Linked DNA regions of Mus musculus: all the other regions are linked to region 1. Evidence: chromatin contacts called from public Micro-C and promoter capture Hi-C data. All regions are on one chromosome and are shown on one strand. Each heading gives the region's core, a stretch centred on a gene start, on an enhancer-like site or on the middle of the called end of the contact. The rest is flanking DNA. Distances are from core to core; before and after follow the strand shown. Region 1 holds the start of Pnmal2 (PNMA-like 2). Region 2 holds the start of Inafm1 (InaF motif containing 1). Region 3 holds the start of C5ar2 (complement component 5a receptor 2). Region 4 holds the start of Bbc3 (BCL2 binding component 3).

The links. Hi-C and Micro-C count contacts between places; a contact is called where the count stands out from the background. Capture Hi-C pulls out chosen DNA fragments and counts their contacts.
Region 2: a Micro-C map of embryonic stem cells shows a contact between it and region 1, with 4 times the contacts expected there. The contact joins the promoter of Inafm1 here to the promoter of Pnmal2 in region 1. A contact is called at or near these places in 1 of 484 Hi-C or Micro-C datasets (embryonic stem cells) and 1 of 115 datasets of contacts at active chromatin or transcription factors (bone marrow-derived macrophages).
Region 3: a contact with region 1 is called in a promoter capture Hi-C map of adipose tissue. The contact joins the promoter of C5ar2 here to the promoter of Pnmal2 in region 1. A contact is called at or near these places in 2 of 39 promoter capture datasets (cranial neural crest and pre-B cells) and 1 of 9 other capture datasets (adipose tissue).
Region 4: a Micro-C map of embryonic stem cells shows a contact between it and region 1, with 6 times the contacts expected there. The contact joins the promoter of Bbc3 here to the promoter of Pnmal2 in region 1. A contact is called at or near these places in 1 of 39 promoter capture datasets (cranial neural crest), 1 of 484 Hi-C or Micro-C datasets (embryonic stem cells) and 1 of 115 datasets of contacts at active chromatin or transcription factors (astrocytes).

What each region holds. Positions count from the first base shown.
Region 1 is chr7:16,943,288-16,945,987 of GRCm38.p6, forward strand. Pnmal2 (PNMA-like 2) reads left to right here and starts at 1,395. Exons shown (of 1, transcript NM_001099636.2): 1 at 1,395-2,700. The coding sequence starts at 1,806.
Region 2 is chr7:16,272,409-16,275,108 of GRCm38.p6, forward strand. It overlaps Inafm1 (InaF motif containing 1), which reads right to left and starts at 1,284. Exons shown (of 1, transcript NM_001136270.1): 1 at 1-1,284. The coding sequence starts at 882. The coding sequence ends at 490. It overlaps Ccdc9 (coiled-coil domain containing 9), which reads right to left. Exons shown (of 14, transcript NM_001382411.1): 14 at 1,634-2,008. The coding sequence ends at 1,905.
Region 3 is chr7:16,242,867-16,245,566 of GRCm38.p6, forward strand. C5ar2 (complement component 5a receptor 2) reads right to left here and starts at 1,288. Exons shown (of 2, transcript NM_176912.5): 1 at 1,157-1,288.
Region 4 is chr7:16,308,256-16,310,955 of GRCm38.p6, forward strand. It overlaps Bbc3 (BCL2 binding component 3), which reads left to right and starts at 1,328. Exons shown (of 4, transcript NM_133234.2): 1 at 1,328-1,606.

The sequences.
Region 1 (2,700 bases), core at 145-2,644:
AGGAGACCCTTAGGAAAAGGAACAATGGCTGTCACCATTTCACAGAGAAGCAAACAGATCAGGGAAAGTTCTAGAAGATTCTCGAAGTTGCTGCTGAGAAAGCAATAAGGATAGAATATAAATCCAACAGATAGTCTATTCAACTCATAGAGGGAGGGACAGGCAGCTCAAGGGCCTTTAAAGCAATGGACCATGGGTATGGTGGTAGGTGAGAGCTGACCTAAAAGTTGTCCTCTGACCTCCATACATATGCTGTGCACAGGCATGCCCCACCGCACATGCATCGTACATATGCACACACACACACACACACAAATCATAAATAAAACAAAAATTTCAAAATAAAAAATTTGGAATATCTGGGTACAGTGGCTCACACCTATGATCCCAGCATTCTGAGGCAGGAGGATTACCAGGACTTTGAGGCTAGCCTGGGCTACATAGTGATATCCTGTTTCAAAAACCAAACCCCAAAAGGATCCAGGTGTGCTAGCATACAACGTCAATCCAGCATTCAGCAAGCAAAGGCAGAAGGCAGAGGGCAGAGGGCAGAGGCAGAGGCTGACAGATCTCTATGAGTTTGTGGCTAACCTGAGCTACACAGTTCTAGGCTAAACTGGCCTACAAAGTGAGATCCCGTTTCAGAAGCAGAATATAGGGACATCCATGAGTGAAGCTGGTCTCCATGAGTCTGGTACCCACATACTGAGTACCACACACCCGAAATGATACCCCTTGGCTCATAAAGGACAGCTGACCGGGGCGTTTCTGCTTGCTATTGAGGATACGGTAAAACATAGAGCCCGTGTGAGGTTACACCTCCAAAGGACAGTTTGATTTGGGGCTTTATTAATCAGAGGTCTATCTGTCCCGCAGGAATGAGGATGTAGTTCGGTTGGTAGAGTGCTTACGCAGCATGCAGAAAACCCTGGCCCCGAGCCCCAGAGACGTATTAATAAAACAGCGCAGGCTAGACACCACTGAGGCCTGTAATCGCAGGAGGGCGGAAGCAGGAGAATCAGAAGTTCAAGGTCATCCTTGGCTACATGGCAAGTTCAAGGCTAGCCTGGCCTTGCTTCAAAAAACAAAGCCAGAATAAATGACCCTGGTGGAAGCCTCTATTCTTTCCAAGGAGGTGTCTGTCTATCCCTTGAAGTGAGACTGATCACCTTCAGTGGTTTTCACAGTGACTTTGTCTTCCTTCTTGGCTCACTAGTCCCTAAACCCTCCTTCCCACCTGGCCCTTTAAGAGCAGCTGCTGCGACCGTACCCGGGCAGACCCCAGCTGCAGCCTGCAGTGTTACTATGGAGACGGGGACTAGCAGGAGGGGGCGGAGAGGTGATTGGGTCCGCGCAGGCGCAGACCGAGGCTGCCGTTCCGCAGCGGCCCCGCTGAGCGTCTAGACCCGGGTACGCGCTTCACTCCAGACTCCGCGGGAGCACAGGCGAGCCGCTGCTCTCACTCACCCCCACGCCCACCAGGTGCGTTGATCGTCGCCCTCCTGTACTCCACCAGCGGTGTCCAGTCACCTAGGTTGTCAGGGACAAAGGGAAGGGAGGAGCAACCCGGGACAGCCCGGAGAAAGTACACGTAAGCCCCCTGCGGACCCTCGGATTGCCCCGGGGGAAGACCGTTGAGTCCGGCAAGCTAGCAGGTAGCTATAGCCTACAGCCCCAAACCCGGAGTCTGGACTCTCACCCTGCTGGTGGCCTTTCCAGAGTGGGATTGACCTAGCCTGTGTTCAGTAGCCCACCCCTTTCTCGGGCTCCCTCCCGCCTAAGATTAGCCTCCGCCGGGCAGCGCCATGACGATGAACCTTCTGCAAGATTGGTGTAAGGAGCTGGAAGTGGAGGTGCACAGGGCCCTCCTGATCACGGGCATCCCTGAGCGCCTGCAGCAGGCGGACATCGAAGCTACCCTGAGTCCGAACTTGCAGCCCCTGGGCAACTACAGGCTTCGGACTGTGAGAGCTGTAACCAAAGAGAAGTCTCAGGCAGCCCTTGTAGAATTTGGGGCAGACTTCGATCACTCTGCCATACCTATCCACATTAGGGGAGAGAATGGGATTTGGAAAATCCTGAGTAAGGACCGCGGGCAAGATGCGCGGGTCCTTAGGCAGATGAGGCGCCTGTTGCTGGATGAAAGGCCCATGGATGACTTCAGAGAAATAGCCATCCCTCTGGTATTGGAGGCCCAAGCCCAGGCCAAGGGATTAGGGAAGGAGGCCAAGAAGGCTGGCTCCTCTGAAGGGGCAGCTAGGAGCGGCCGTCGGGGCCGTCGGGGAGGCAAGCGCCGATCCAGAAGCCACAAGTTGACGGCTCAGAAGGGCCAGAAGAGGAGCCGGGGAGGGCGGCGAGCCAGGAGTGAGTCGGAAGACTCTTCTGATGACAGCCTGGGTATCGTCATAGAGGAGATCTACGCAGAGGACCTGAGCGTAGATGAAGACCAGAGGGCCCTGTATGCCACGCTCCAAGCAGCTGCCAAAGAGCTCACCAAGAAGTGGGCCTTTCGGGGTGACCAGGAAGAAGGAGATGGCCCCCGAGAATTCTTGGCACTTGTCACTGTCACCGACAAAGCTAAGAAGGAAGAGATAGAGAAAGACCTTCCTGGGACAGAGTCTATCTGCTTAAACATCAAAGACGAAAAGAGCGGGGTTCCTGATTTAGTCGCGCTACTGGCTGTGAGAGATACCCCCGCAG
Region 2 (2,700 bases), core at 34-2,533, 670 kb before region 1:
CCAAAGCAGCAAATGTCACCACCCAAACCAGGACAAGCTAGCTTACGGGTGACATCCTCTACCCCTGCCATTGCAAACTATACCAACTGCAGTTTCCAGCACGCACCACTGTCTCCGAAGCTATACGAGATGACACCCCGAAAACTGGTAAGGCCTTTACAGTATCTGACCTTCAATGGCCCCGAAAACTGGCAAGCCGCTTCTCCCCATTCCAACCCAAAAATTACATGTGAGCAATGAGAGAGGAAAGCCTTTAAGGCCGCGCGGCCACGGAGCTAGAAGGGACCAGCGGCCGAGGCCAACGACCACAGACCAGGTAAGCCAGCTGAGGCTGGAGTTTATTGCCGATGAGCGCTGAGTCCCGGGAAGGAGCAAGGTGGAATAAGGTCGGGCAGGATCAGGACCGCGGCAAGGAGAGAGGCGGCGCCGCGCAGGCGAGGCCCGGTGGTGCAGATAGACAGACGCAGGCCACGGTGGGGGCGGGCCAGACTATCCAGGCGCTCGGCGCGCGGTCTCCCGCGTCGCTCCCGGAGCTGGGCGGCGACTGTGGCGGCGACTCCGTGGCAGTCCTGGCTGCGGTCGTGGCCCGCCGGAGGCCCCAAGCAAACAGGATGCGGGTGCGGCCGGAGGCGGGGCGGGCGGTGCTGCTCGAGCACACGGAGCGGCCGCAGCGCTGGGCAGGGGGTCGGCGGGGCCCGCAGGCGGCCGCGTGGGAACCCAGATGAGCCCGTAGTACACAGCAAGCAGCACAGCGGCCAAGGACACACACAGGAAGTAGGCGCAGACAGGGGCGAGCCGCAGCCATCGGCCACGGGGACCCTCGCTCAGCCCCGTACCACCCGGGCTCTCGCCACCACTGCCCACGCAGCTCGAGCCCCGCATCGCGCTGCCCACTCAGCCTGCACCGACCCCGCCCCCACCCCAGGACCGCCTCAAGCAAGCCACGCCCCTTCCAGGACCACGCCTTGTCAGACAGCACCCCCCCCCCAGCTCAGCTACATCCTAGACACGCCCCTACCGCCTCTGACCCACCACTATCAAGATTTCTTAGCTCTACCCCCTCAAGGCCACGCCCACTCGCTCTTCTCCCGCCCTAGCTGTCACATTTCCAACCGCCTATTCCTGTTTTCTACCTCAGCCCTCTCCGCGCTAATCGAACCCCTTCCTTCTTCGACCGACTGCAGCTCTGCACACTAGCATCCCTCTGCCCGCCGGAGCTAAGGTTCCTACTCTGTTGAAGCCGGAGGCCTACGGAGCTTCTGAACGCTAGCCCCGCCCACCGAGCCCCGGCCCCGGCCCTCCCAGTCTCACATCCCTGGACTACTACGAGAGTTCCGAGACCCAGTTCCCTCCATCACCCCTGCTGGCCCCTTCCCCAGCAACTCCGCACCAGCGTAAACTTCTGTTCCCTAGAGGCGAGGGATCCAGGGTGGACTGCAGGGAGGAGAGCAGCCAGCCTGGGAGCCAGGCAAACCTGCGCTGCCGCCCCTCCCAGCAGCATCTTCAGGACTGCGAGACGGCCTGCGGGGTGGGAGGAGAGAGGTGTGAGGATGAGAGGAGCACTCTCGTCCCGCCTCTTCCGCCAGCCAAGCACAGCAGCCTAGCCTGATCAGCTAGCAGCACAGTTCAAAGGTTGGCGGTAGCACGCGTTTAATTCAATCCCTAGCTGCAGGTTCCTGCACACCCAGGCCTCACAGGGACTGACTCCGAGGGTTCGACCAGACGAGTGCGGTCGGACTGGCACCACTGGGTCCTCAGCGAATTTAGAAGACTCCCCTCGGGCCGGGCTCGTTGCTAACCTGCTTCCTCCCCCACTAAGTTTAACCCTGGCCTGGACGGAGTGTAGCAGAAGCAGAGGAGCTGAAGGTTAGTACAGAGCGAGGCACCCTGGTCTGCTGGCGCTGTCAGCGGGCAGCCCCCGGCGGCGGAGCAGCCGCCACCACCTTGCAGAAACGCACCCTCTGGAAGTCTGTGATCTCCGCCGTCTCCTGGCCCTCGGGGCCCACCTCTAAGGAGACAAAAAGCGGTAAATGGAGGACCAGCCTGCCCGACCCACCCTATCCCGCACCTCAGTCAAACCCACCTACAACTTGGCCTCCAGCTTACTCGACCCTCAGGAGGCCCCTGAAGCAGGAGCCCCTCCAATCTAACCCTGTTGACTACTGGGAAGTGCTAGTGTAATGAGCTCATCCACTCCTCCCAGGACCCCAAACTATCCTGTTTGGCCTGGCCCCTTTCCGAAGATGTCCTTGGCTTCCACTCTCACTATTCCTTTGACAGCCTTTCCTGGCCTCTGCTCCACATCTTATTCTACTGCAGGGGAACTAAAAGATGAACACAAGCAGTAACCTGGCTGATCACGTTAAAGTGACCAAGATCAGTCTCTTGCTTCTACTACGTGGGATCTAAAATCCCACTATGGTCTGACCCAAAACCGCTAACCCTGCCTTCAGATAAGTCTTAAGAGCCGGCTCATTCATTAGTTAAAGTCGTTCCTACCTTTAATTAACCATGTTTTACTTTTACAGGATCTCTAACCAAAATCCAGTTTCAAGCTCAAAATCCTATCGCGTCACCCTCTTACCTCTGGGAATATTCAGATTTCAAATCCCACTTTTAGCTCCTTCCCTGAGCCCAACTTCTTCCTTGCCCAGCGTTCAAAGTTATTCACAATTTCTATTGGCTGGGGCCTTAGGGCCC
Region 3 (2,700 bases), core at 38-2,537, 700 kb before region 1:
AGCCAGGGAGTCAAAATCCCTGGAAACGTGGGCCAGCTGGCCTTTGCCATTACAAGCAACAAGAGACTCTGTCTCAAAGTAGAAAGGAAAGCTCTAGAATTAAGGCTAGCCTCTGACCTTCAAATACAAACTGTGACTCTCACAGGCCCATGTGCACAGATATTTAAAGTGAAAATTATTATTAGATATTTATTATTATTATTTGTAGTAGTAGTAGTAATGACAAGAACAAAAAAGAAGTTGGCTATAGTGGCTGGGTTTGGTTTGGTTTGATTTGGGTTGGGTTGGGTTTGAGACAGGGTCTCACGTAGGCCAGAGTGACTTCAAACTCACAGATTTGCTTTCCTCAGCTTCCCAATTGTGGGAATTAAAGTGTGCCCTAGAGTACACTGTCTTAAACTATACACCTACAGCATGGTGCAGGCTTAGGACACCGAGCAGGACATGGCCTCAACCCTGACATGGACTCTCGTCACTCAGCAGTTCCTGATGGTCGTCTTTCTCTCTGAGCCTTGCTTAAGGCTGAGAAGGATGCGGTCACAAATTCTTCTGTTGATATTTAGAGCATAAAGTCATGTTGTTAGAGGAAATTGCTTCTGGGTCAAGGCACTACAGATTCTGTGATGCAGGCCTCTCCTCTCTCTCTCTCATCCTGAAAGGCCTCAGTGTTCTCCACACCTCAACATGGGAGACTTACCTGGTCAACAGATGTGCCAAGATGATAAAAGGTCTGGAGCAGTGCACAGCTCAGTGTTAGGATATTTGCCTAGAATCCTCCAGCAAAGGATTGGGGGCCTGGCTCAACAGAACCAAGAACTCACCAATGAGGGGCTGGGAGTGTGGCTCAGTAGTAGAGCTAGGGCTAGGGCTCCTCAGGTGAGAGTGCTTGCTGCTGAGAGCGGTACCTATGAACCACCTCTCCAGGGCCCTCCCTTTCCTTCCACCTTGTGTTTAGAGACCAAGGCTCTCAACTTGCTCTAGATGCTCACTGATTAACCCAGGCCTGCTGGTCAGCAAGCCCTAGAGATCCATCTGTCTCACTCTCCCGTGCTGAGGTTACAAACACAACCCACCGTGCCTCTGTACCAGGCAAATCCATAGCCTGGGCTGGAACGCATATCCTTATGTTTAAATGGCAAACACTTTACTCACTGACCCGTCTCCCAGCCCCTCATATTTCATCCCAGAAGACTCTACTGCAATGTAACAGCTTCCTGGATGTGAGCTCCCGGAGGTCACCGTTACAAGGGAAGGCGGCTCTGGCCCCAGGCCTTGGAGCCCTGCATCTGAAGAACAGATAGGTGTGTAAGACCCAAGGGTCCAGAAGGCTGGGGCTGGGGGAGGAGAAAGAACACACTAGAGTCCGCCAAGCTCTCAGCCCACTTCCTTTCCTGCTCACTTCCCCTTCCAACCCTGTTGACATAAGCAGATTCCACAGGCCACACATTTGGCAATCCCCTGGACTCTGCAAACTTCTGTTTTGAGCTGCGTTGCTTAACCCTGACCTGCCTGGGAGTCACCTGGGGTGGGGGTCTCTCAACATGACCACCACCTGCTGTATGTCCAATTCCTTCCTTCCTTCCTTCCTTCCTTCCTTCCTTCCTTCCTTCCTTCCTTCCTTCCTGTCTTTCTTTCTCTTTCTTTCTTTCTTTCTTTCTTTCTTTCTTTCTTTCTTTCTTTCTTCCTTCCTTCCTTCCTTCCTTCCTTCCTTCCTTCCTTTCTTTTAGATTAATTTATTTTTGCCTTTGGTGCATGAGTGGTTTGTCTGTATATCTGCGTGCTACACACCATGCCTGTGGAGGCAAGGAAACTGCATCAGCTCCCCTGGAACTGGAGCTACAGACAGTTGTGAGCTGCCCTGTGGGTTCTGGGAAGGAAACCTCAGTCCCCTGGAGGAGCAGCAGCCAATGCTCTTAAACCACTGAGCATCCCTTTTTGTCTCGTTTTGGTTTTAAACTGGCCTCTCTCTGCAGCCTGAACTCACGGAGGTCCACCTATGGCCGTCTCCCAAATGCTTGTTACCAAGCCTGGCTGGGATTTTTGTTGTTGTTTGTTTGTTTGTTCATTTGTTTTTGTTTGTGTTTTCAGACAGAGGCTCATGTAGCCCAGAATGGCCTCATGTAGCCCAGGCTAGCCACAAACTCTCCTTGACTAGATGAGCCTCCTGCCTCTACCTCCTAAATCCACCATGCAGATTTAGTTTCTTTGTGTGTATATATTTGTTTTATTTTGAAACCAAGTCTCACTTGGACTGACCTGGAGCTCACTAAGTAGCTGGCCTCAAACTCCCAGAGGTCTGCCTGCATCTGTGTCTGGAGTGCTGGAATTAAATGCATGTACCACCACACCCAACCACTATTGGAGATTTTATTCAGTGCAGGGGACTGAACCAGAGGCTTGTGCGTGTTAGGCCAGCATGCTACCTACTGAACTGAAACACTGTATCCTGGGCCCAGCTTACATATTATATATAATTTTATATGTATGGGTGTTTTGCTTGCATGTATGTCCAGCATGTGTGGGCTTGGTGTCCAAGGCAGCCATTACAAATCATTAGGAGACACTATGTGGATGCTGGGAACTGAACTAATCCTTTAAAACAGTAGTTCTCAACCTTCATGATGCTACGACCTATGACCCTTAAATACAGTTCCTCACTCTGCAGTGTCCCCCCAAACCATAAAGTTATTTTCATTTCTA
Region 4 (2,700 bases), core at 78-2,577, 640 kb before region 1:
TCCAGGACATCCAGGGCTACACAGAGAAACCCTGTCTTGAAAAACCAAAAAAGAAAAAAAAAAAAAGGGGGGGGCCTGGAACTCACTATGTAACTCAGACAGACTCCAACCTTGCAACCACATTCCTGCTTTATCCTCTGGAAGTGCTGGGAAGACAGGTGTAAGTGACTATGTTTATTTCTTTAACAAGTGTCTTATCTCACATGGCTGTGTGACACCCTTTCACAGCGGGCCCAGTGCTGGGCACCCATAGGTAAGTAATATACTCAGTAAGTTTGGTGACAGTTTGGGTGAGACAGAGAGTCTGTCAAGTGCCGTGAGAGATGTCTACGGCTTGGGAGGAGGAAGGGTCACTGTTTCAAAAGGGAAGGGAAATAAATGACTTTTAGAAAAGGGAAAGGAAACAGAAACAACAGACAGGATGAAATAGGGTGCAGGGGGCTGCCCGGGCATGTCTGTGCCAGGAGCACAGGGCTGCCTCTTCCCCATTTGTCCAGTGCCAGATGGGTATTACGCCAGGCGGGCCAGGTGTTTAAGTTCACGAGTGTAACCCGCCATCAAGCCATTTAGCAGGAACCTGTCTCAGGAGTGACTTTGTGAGCACAGGTCTGGGCTCAGTTTCTTCTGTATGTGACTGGCATGTTTTGTAGGGTCAGCCAGTGCAGTCTAGTGGCTGTGCTTCAGCTATTGCGGGTGTCAGCCTGAGAGTGCTATTTGGATTGGAGTGTGTGTCCCTCTGAACCTGCCAGGAAGTTGTTCTGAGAAGGGGTCAGCCTTTAGTGTAGTGTGAATGCCCTAGGCATCTGGGGACACGGGTTTGTGCGTCGGAGACTGTTTGAATATTGTTTGTGCAACTACGTTTTGGGTTGTCACTGTCTGTGTGTGACCCAGTGAGCCAGTAAGTAAGATAATCTGGATGTCTGGGTCTGTGTGAGCTCGTGTGTCCAGGCCCTTGTCCTGATGTGTATCTGTGCCTCTGGTCTGACTTTGTGTCCCTGTGGCTCAGTCATCACTGACTCAGTGCACCCTGGCGTGCCAGTCCGTTAGTCTGAGCGTACTCCTCAGGTGTGGGTGTGGGTCCCAGTCAGTGTGTCAGTGTGTCAAGCGTGTGTCCGGACACCCTAGGTCTGGGCTGTCCCCACGCTGCTCCTCCTGCCTGGACCAGGCCTCGCCCCGCCCCTCTGGCTGCCGGGAAACCCCCCGCGCCGAGGTAGGGGGCGCGGCGCCCGACTGCAAGCCCCGACTTGTCCCCAGCCGCGGGCGGGGCCCTGGCGTCACGCGGGGGCGGGGCGTGGGAGCCAGCGAGAGGCGGGGCGGGGCGGCCGCCGAGCGAGCGGGGCCCGGGGATCTGCCGGGAGGCCTGAGACGCGGCATAGAGCCACATGCGAGCGGGGAGCCCAGGAGGCGGCGGCGACACCAGCAAGCAAGCAGCAGCAGCGGTGATCCGGACACGAAGACTCCAGAAGCAGCAGCAGTCACTGCAGTTAGAGCAGCAGGAGCAGCAGCAAGGTGCCTCAATAGCAACCCACTCGGCGGGCGAGCCCTCCAGAAGGCAACCGCCCGCCACCCCATCGCCTCCTTTCTCCGGAGTGTTCATGCCCCCGGGGTGAGTGAGCACCCCGATTCCCGAAGCTGCTTACGAGCGGCAAGGCCCGGAGGGCTCCCTGGAGGAGGTGACGGGGTGCACGGGCCGATAGGACGGTCGCCTTGCATTCCCGCAGCTTGTGCCCCAGCTTTCATCACTGGGACTAAGGCTGGGCCAGGCGGGCGGGAAGGAAGCACCTGGGACTCAGGGCGCCCTGTCTGGGCGCACAGGTGCCACAGCGGTCTGGCGGGTTTGTTTACAAACAATGGGGTTCGGGCTCGCCCGCGCCCCCTGGTGGCTAGTGAGACCTGGGAGGAGCGTGGCCCCGGGCTCGCTCGAGTCCCCCGAGTCCCACTGCGGGAGGGTTGGGGTGGGGGGTGGCACCGAGGATCGGCCACACCCAGAGCGCGCGCCCGCCGGGGGCGGCGACAGGGGGCGGCGGAGGCTGTGGCTCCCGCGGGCGGGGGCTGCGCCCCAGCAACAGCCGGTTATTGGCCCCGCGCGCGCTGGGCGGGCGGGGCGGGCGCACGTGGCGGCGTCGAGGGGGGGGGCTGTGACAGCGGAGGGGCGGCGGGGACCGCGCGTGCGGGGCTGTGGATCTGCAGGTGTCTCGCCTGGGTGTGTGTGCTCGTGTTTGGCTCCCGAGTTTGTATCCCTACACCGAGATGTTGGCGTTTGTCACCCGGAGGGGTGTCTGCGTGAGTCCTTGCCCGCGTGTCTGCGGGGTGGGGTGCACCTGTCCGTTTACGGGTGTGGGTGGCCACCCCCCAAACCAGAGTTGTATACGTGTGCTCTTAAGGGGTGAAAAGGGGATCTGTATCTGTCGCTTGCCTGGTAGTGTTGGTGGTGGTGGTGCGGACGACCGGGGCACTTGAGCTGTGTTTGTGTGTCGCTTGAGTGAGCTGTGTTGCTGTGCAGGGGTCTCGCCCAAGTGTGCGCTGCGTGTGTGTGTGTGTGTGTGTGTGTGTGTGTGTGTGTGTGTGTATGCGCGCGCGCGCGTGCTGTCTCTGGGTGTCTCCAAGACAAGCATCTGCTGTACCCAGCTTTTGGGATGGGATGCCACCCAGTGCCTGATCGCTCGCTGGGTGACTTCTGAGCAGCAAAAGGCACACAAG